Regions from separate parts of the Mustela erminea genome. Here region 2 is linked to region 1. A link is a contact called in public Hi-C data. All regions are on one chromosome and are shown on one strand. The core of a region is the stretch at or near the end of the contact, and the rest is flanking DNA. Distances in the headings are between cores, read along the strand shown. Region 1 holds the start of HOXD8 (homeobox protein Hox-D8). Region 2 holds the start of LOC116597843 (translation initiation factor IF-2-like).

Region 1 (3,891 bases), core at 871-3,370:
TTAAACACCCAAACCCCTCTCAAAGCGCAGAAACCTCAAGAGCAGTGACATGAAGGTAGCTTGAAATACAGGTAAAGTCCTTTCCAACAAAGAAAATAGATGGTGTCCAACAGCATGTGTTGATCATTAGTTTTAACAGTCTGTGGTAAAATTTTAAAGGTAGAAGTTAATTTGTCAGGCCTTCGGCTCTGTCTTCCTCCAGCTCTTGGGCTTCCTTTTTGGTTTCCCCATCCTTTGCCTCCTGTCGGGAAACTGGGAATTTGTCCTTGTTGTTCTCTTTTTTCCATTTCATCCTCCTGTTCTGGAACCAGATTTTTACCTGTCTCTCCGTGAGGGCTAGGGCGTGGGAAACCTCAATTCTTCTCTTCCTGGTCAGATAAGGGTTAAAAAGGAATTCTTTTTCCAGCTCTAGAGTTTGGAAACGACTGTAGGTTTGTCTTCCTCTTCGTCTACCAGGAGCTGCTGATTAAAAAAAAGAAAGAAAGAAAACAAGCGTTTTAGAAATGTAATGGTGCCTCTGCAGGTTGCTGGAGTTTTCTGGAACGTGTCTAAAGGATGAAATACAAACAAGTCTCTAGCTCTGATATATATAGGATACGCAGGCAAGAGAAATAGAGAGGTCTTCACAATTACTGTCCCCATCATCTTTACGCGGTTCCTACTTTACGAAAAAAAAAGAAGTATTACTTTTGAATAAGAGCTACGATAGCTACATAAGGAAAAAGGAGAGGGCAAGGAAAAGGTAGTTTTAAAGCTAGAACGTGAGATGAAAGCAGATTTCTCCCCCTCTCCCCGCACTGGAAAAAAAAAAAAAATGCATCCCAACCTTGTGGTCTCATCCAGGGAAACATTTGAGAAGGAGACGAGCTCTGATTTAAGTGGTCTGGGTCCTCGCCAATATTACCACTGGACGATTTACAGTCAGGATATTGTACCAGCTCGGCCTCTTGCTGGGTCGTAAAAATCGGCTGTCTCTGTAAGTTATCGTATCCGTAAAACTTCGCGGGCTCCCCGTGACAGGCAATCCCGCCGCAGGGGGGAGGCGGCGGCGGAGGCGGAGGATGCGGAGGAGGAGGGGGGGGCGGCCTGGTAGGCTGCGGCCGGGCTGCCCCCGCCGGGGTGGAAGTAGTCCTGGCCGTGGCCCGGGCCGCCCCCACCACCGCAACCCGGCCCGGCGGGCGGCGGCGACGGATGCGGGTGCGCGTGCGCCTGCGGGGGCGCGTGCGGGAAGCCGGCGGCACTGTTGCCATAGAGCTGCAGGGCGGCGGCGGCGGCGGCGTGGCGGCTGCCGACCTCGGGCGCGAAGTGACAGTCGTAGTAAGTGGGATTGATGGCCTCGCCCGCCGCGGCCGCCGCCGCCGCCGCCGCCGCCGCGGCCGCCGCCTTGTACTTGGAGTACAGCGGGTTCACGAAGTAAGAGCTCATCGGGGCGGCGGCGGCGGTGGTGGTCAGGGGCCGAGGTAGGGCGGCCCTGGGCGGGCGGTGTGCAGCAGGCAGGGAGCGCGCCTCAGCGCGGCCGCACTGCCGCGGGGGCCTCTGGGGCGGCTGCTCGTTCCGCCGGGGCCGCCGGGCTACGTTGCTGCTGCTACCCACCCGCCCGCGCGCGCGTCGCCTCTGAGGCCCGGCCGCCGCGGGCACTTGGCTACTGGACGCTCATGCCCGGCTCTCGAGCCCGCCGCCTCGGCCTCGCGCCGCCTCCCTCGCGGGTCGCGGGGCCTCACCCAGCCCCCGCGCTCACCGCCCGCCCGGCCTCTCCCGGCGCGCGCCGGCTCGGCCGCAATATAATCGCCGACGCCCCGGGTGACCTGCCCCGCTGCCTCCACTGTTTCCTCTCAGGCACCAGGCGGCCCTGAGCGCACCGGGACAAGAAAAAAAGTGCGCCCGGCCCACGGGGACACTCTTTGGCTTCGGTTTACAAACGCCCGCTCTGGAGGGAAGAGAAAAAAACACCCTCTACCCGCCACCACCTCTCACCTCGGCCCCCCCGCGGCCCCCTCCCACCGCTCTCGCCGCCGCCGCCGAGGCTGCCGCCCCGGTGCGCCCCGGCGAGGCATTTTCGCACCACGCCACTGAGTGGAGAAGATGGGGGCGAGATAACCGCGCGGAGGGATCCGCGCGGAGGCGACACCGTTGCTCCCGACGGGACTCCTCACCCTGGCCGGGAGATGCCTCCGCCGGCCTTAAAGGGGGCCCATAAAGCCGCACTGCCAAGGGCTCGCCTTGCCCCCCGGGGCCCAGGGAATGTGGCTCGCGGCTGGCGTGGCGGGGGCGCGAGAGAACCTTACACTTGGTGGGGGGAGGAAGGAAGGCCACTCCCAGGAGGCCAGGGCAGCAAATGACTCCCTCCCCTGGCCCCTAGAACAAACCCCCAGAGGTTGGCCGTGGCTTTTGCGCTTCTGGACACGCGGGCGCAGACCGGGGAACAAGGGCAAGTGGTGTAGACCTGACCGCGTACATTTGGGTTGGGTCCGGAGTGGTTTGATTAAAGGCCACAAAGGTGATCCCAAAACCTGGCATTATCAAAGCGAATCTAAGGCCTTCTTTTCCAGGCGGGCAGGCCTGGTGGAAATGAGATGTACATTTACCCTTGACGCACTGCACGCCTGGCTGAGGCTCCCAGGTTAATTGATATTTAATGGAAATCATGCCTATGAATATAGTTTCCATCATTTCACCCTTGATAGACGTCAGCACCAGGCGCAGGGGGAACTGAGGAATGTGGGGGCGGCGGGGGCGGGCAGATTAGCATTGCTGAGGGAGTAAATAGAAAAGCGGACAGAAATGTTCCAAGGCGGGAAGGAGAACTCACGCTCGGGTGGGTGGTATTTCCTCGAGCAGGACGAGCGGCTCCCGGGTCTCAGCCCCGGCACGGAGCGGACCAGGGCAGGCGGTGGCCCCGGGCGAAGCGCGGGGGGCCGACCCCTGCAAGTCCCCACTTGGAGCCCCGGGGCCGGTGTTAGGATCGCTCCGGTTCCGGGCAGCTGCAGGCGGCACCCACAATCTGCTAATGATTCTAGTTCATCTGCCAAGCCTGTGAAGTGACTGCTGAGAGCGGGTGCTGCATTCAGCTTAAAAAGTTACTCATTTTTCCGAAAGAAAGGAAAGAGAAGGGTCATCCTAGCTTGAAGGATGAGGAAGAGAAACGTCCCGTGTCATGTGGGCAAGTCGAATGTGAACCGGCAAAGTATTCCTGGTTTTACGTGCTCGCTCGCCGTTAACCGCCGTTTTCTCTTCCTCAAACCTCCTTTTTTCTCCCTGTCTACTCCCGTATTAATGTCCAACAAGTATAGTAAGTCTATGTTGAGTGCGTTTTCCCTCGCCGACTCGGCCTTTCTCGTGAGCTCTTCAAATGACCGGGGCCCCTTTTCCTTAGGGATAATCTATTGCTGTGAGGGCACCAGGCCCACACCAGCCTTAACCGACCTCGGAAACATGCCCCGAGCCCACGGAGGGCGCTCCCGCTAAAGCTAAACCACACTACGCCGGCCTTTCACGCCAAATGCAAATATCTAAAAACCCGAGACGGCCCCCAAAGGCGCAGCAGGCGAGTCATTTCCACCACCCCCTACTCCTTGTGGGTTGGTCCTGTCTGTGACTGCGATCCTGAGGTCAGTCCGTGTGGACTGAATCATATTTTGCAAATGGAGAAAATGAGATCGAGACGGAAAGGCATAACAAGATAATGTTTAATACTCTTTCAATTGTTTCTACAGAATGGCTGAAAATGGTCCAGGTAAACGGATGGTTAATGAATTTCCAGATGATAAAGGCATGCTTTATTTTTTAAATGAGTGGGGAGTGGAGGGTGCGGGGTGGGGTGAGGGGAATGGGGTTTGTTGTTTTCTGCCGGACATACCCAGGTAAAACTTCCTTAAAATCCGAAGGCGAACA
Region 2 (3,891 bases), core at 563-3,062, 480 kb before region 1:
CACACACATGTGTGTGATGGAGGCAATCCAGAGAGAGGGGCACGCTTCCCAGGGGTTGTTTTAAACAATGACAGACTGCAAAATCGGAATGTGATGTGTTGCAACATGAAACACACACACGTGCGTGCACACACACATGCACACGCTTGTGAAAAAAATTACCAAAGTCCCTCAGAGCCAAAGTTTAGAAGAACACGTGCTCTGGACACAGCAACCGTAATTTCAAAATCACTCCATTTACAATTCCATTCCTCATCTCTTTGATCACTTTGGCACACTATTCAGGAAATAACAGAAAGAGAAATATGAAGCTGGAGACAGAAAATTTAATTATAAAACAAAGCCACCCACCTTGCTTTCAGGGTCAGGAAGTACAATGGCCTTCTTTTGCAGCAAGAATGAACTTAACACCAGTGTCTTAAATGATCATGTATATATTTTAAAGAAAAGGAAATGGTTCTTTTAAAAAAAAAAAAAAGAGCTGCTATATCTCAATCCTCATAGCAAGTCTTACCAAAAAAAAAAAAAAAAAAAAAAAAAAAAAAAAGGGAAAGAAAATCAAAGCAGCATACTGTGGTTCTTTGGCACAAGGCAGAAAGCAGAGTCCTGGAGTCACTCACTATTCCCCTGTTTTGCAAAGCAAAACAAAAAGCAACAGCAAAAGGTGCTGTTTGTCAGGAGGGGAAGGACTTTAAAACACCTCGTGCCCTCCTGGGTCCCTCCCAGAGCCTTCTTTCCGTAAGGGCTGTAGAAGCCGCAAAGATCAACACCAATGTCATCATCGGCTGCTTAAATGCCACAAAAGTACACTTAGAAATGAGAGGAAAGTGACAGACACGGATATGCTGAGCCAGCCCCACTGCCACTGGAACAGCCTTAAATGCCCACACAAGGAGAATAAAAAGAAAAGCACATTTTGCAATAGAATAAATTCTTTTTTTTTTTTTTTTTTTTTTTTTATTGAGACCGCGGAAAGTCACATGACCCTGCATGTAGGCTTTTAGGAAAGCAACCGAAATGGTAAAGAAAGGCGCGGGGGGCTGCCTCCTTCCTCCCGCCGCCTCTCAGCCCGTCCCGCCGCGTGTCCGCATTCTTCTGGGCGCATCTGTGGAGCTATTAAGTGGGATAATCCCTCTGGCCTTTGATACATTTCTGGACATGATTATTTCATTACTCGCAGTATATCAGTAGGATCATAATAAAAAGGACTTCTGACAACCTGCCAAGAGTTTTGTGGCCTTGTAAACACAAAAGTGCTCTAATAAAATTTTATTAAGTGTTAAAAAGTCATAAAAAGTGAAATAACATAAACTACAAAATTTACTGTCCTCAGCAAATGCTGAAAATATCGTCCACAGTAAAATTAAATTAGCATGTAATAGACAGAGAAGCAGTGTGGAGTGGATTTAAAAGAGGATCCAGGGAAAATGACACTGTAACCCAATCTGGGTCACGGGGATTTAATTCGGATTCTTCTCCCTAAATGTGAATAAATGTGCTGATTACAGACAAGAGCTCCGGGGTGACTGGAGTCTCACACATTGTCAATACTTTGGGAGAAATAATATATTGCAGATTGTAAGGAGCGGGGGAGCCCGAGCGGGCGCGGCGGGGAGCGGCCGAGGGGCAGGGTGTCCACTAGGGCGCGCTGCGAGACCGGGAATCCCCGCCAGCGGCCCACGCGGCCGCACCGCCCCAGCCGCGCGCGCACGCTCTGCCCTCGCCCCTCTCGAAATCATATTTACACTTCTTTCTTTTTTTTTTTTTTCCTTCCCCCCCTTTCCTGTGACATTTTCTCCAAATCGGAAAGTGATGTGTAAGTCGAGCTTCGCCGCAGGCGGCCCTGGGTCTCCGCTTTCAGACTCGGGGTCCCGAAGTGGGGTGCGCTGCCCCGGCGCTGCTAACCCCGGGAACAGAGTGGGGACCCCCACCTCCAGTCCAGCGCCCGCAGGCCAGGCCGCTCCGCCCAGGGAGGCTGAGGAGTACGCGAGGCCCACGGCCGGGGGGGCACTCGTGCGCTCCGAGCGCGGCCGGTGGCCAGCCCCGCGGCGGGTTCAAGTGCATGCCCGTGGTTGGAGCCCGAGGCTCTGCGAGCGAATTCTCCCCCGCTCAGCCCCCTCTCCGGAGTTCAGTGTGCCCCGCCGCTCCCGGGACCCCTCTCCCGGCCCTCCCAGCCGCGCTGAGCCGCCGAGCTGGGGCCCGAACCCGGGCGCCTTCCTTCCCGGCCCCGGCCCCGACCCACGGCGTGGGGCTTCCCAAGAGCAACGCGGAGGCTCCGCCTGGAAAAGAAGTCCGACTTCCTCTCCACCCTGCTCTGCTGCAATCTGGATTCGGCAGGAAATGGCTCGAACACCCACCCCGCGCGTTTGCAGTCAGCCTTCGCTTTGCTGAAGGGAAACAGCTCCCACCAAAGTCTTGCCACCCCCTCCCCTCCCGAAAGACCCGCGCAGGTTTGTAAAGAAGGGTGCGAGATCTGAACAGTATCTGTGTTCTAGGCGGAGAGATGTTGGTGATGGTGCCCAAAGAGAGATGCGGCGCTTTTGAGGTAGAGATCAGCCGCGGGCCGCATCTTGTTTTGTAGTTTCAAAGTCATGCAAACGCGCCCATCTGAGGAGTCACTATGGGGAGCGTATTGATGAGAAGTTGGTGAAATAGGAAATAGAAGGGAGTGACGTTTCGTGGCATCCTTTTTCTTCAGAGATGTTCAGGGTTTTAAACTGCATTTAACAATTAGCTACATCTTGCCAGAAAGTAACTGTTTTTAAGTAGACCGGTTGCTAAAGCTCAGAAGAGGTAAGTTAGGTGACCCCAGTAAGATGCTCCCGTTTCCTGCTGAGCCTTGCTCGCGTTACTAGGATGAGGATGCCTGAGATTTGTGGTTTGACCGAGGCAAGAACAGTGGAGTCTGATGTGCCCAGAACAGTGGAGTCTGATGTGCCCAGGTAGCGTTTAAAGCAAATGCAGCACCCAAGGATCTTTCTGATAAGCAATGTTCCACTTGACACTTCTCGCTTAAAATAAATATAACTAATTTATAGTGAGAGTTGTAGCCCCATGTTCTAGATTTTTTTTCTTGTTGTCATGACTTATATGGGAAAAAAAAGTGTTTTTTTTTTAAACAATTTTTTAAAAATGCTTTTTATTGTCATTTGCGAAGTATTGACTTTGAAACAGCCTGGACTGGATCTTTGGAGTTAAAGAAGCAAACAAGTCCATTTAAATGTGGTTTGACATTTGCTGTCAAAGGATTTGAGATGTACTAAAAACAGAATTAAAAGGAATGGATATAAATAAAAAATTCCTTTTTGACTCTATTCGCCTGCCTGGGGGGAAGGGACAGATGACATGTCAGTGGCTCAGTCTGTGAGCCATTCCCAGCAAGCAGCAGTTGTAAATGTGGTCGGTCAGTGTTGCCTTTGAAAATGAAGGGCAAGTATGTTTCTGGAAACACAGAAACAAATATTTTACCGCAGACGATTTTCTCAGTAGTTCAGACTAAAAGTCTTGTATTTAAATTTTGATGAGAAACGTTTTATGGCTCCTCTGTGAAATCCAAAAGGAAACTTTATACTTGTTTTGTTCTGTGTTCACCTTTCAGACTGAAGTTCATCTCTCCTTCAGAAAAAGTTGTCGCAATTATTAAAAACACCATCCTGACTAGCAATTTTTAATTCTCTACAGGTAGATAAGTGATTGGTGTAGTAATTTTTTAAAAATTTAAAGAAGATTAGAACAACCCTACTCAAGGAGTTTAGCGGAGGGGAGAGGATTTCCAAACCCATAAATGCAGTCTATATAAAATTGTAATATCTAAGGCTTTTGCAAGGAAACTTGGAAATTAACACATTTTATATGAATATCAAAACACATTTTAAAGTAAGGGTTCTTTCA

Evidence for each region. Hi-C and Micro-C count contacts between places; a contact is called where the count stands out from the background.
Region 2: a contact with region 1 is called in a Hi-C map of fibroblasts, with 7 times the contacts expected there. The contact joins the promoter of LOC116597843 here to the promoter of HOXD8 in region 1. A contact is called at or near these places in 2 of 3 Hi-C or Micro-C datasets (fibroblasts and skeletal muscle).

The regions. Positions count from the first base shown.
Region 1 is chr8:71,152,508-71,156,398 of mMusErm1.Pri, reverse strand. HOXD8 (homeobox protein Hox-D8) reads right to left here and starts at 2,120. Exons shown (of 3, transcript XM_032356017.1): 1 at 1,081-2,120; 2 at 827-1,079; 3 at 1-459. The coding sequence starts at 1,425. The coding sequence ends at 167.
Region 2 is chr8:71,636,859-71,640,749 of mMusErm1.Pri, reverse strand. It overlaps LOC116597843 (translation initiation factor IF-2-like), which reads left to right and starts at 1,812. Exons shown (of 3, transcript XM_032356092.1): 1 at 1,812-2,450. The coding sequence starts at 2,063.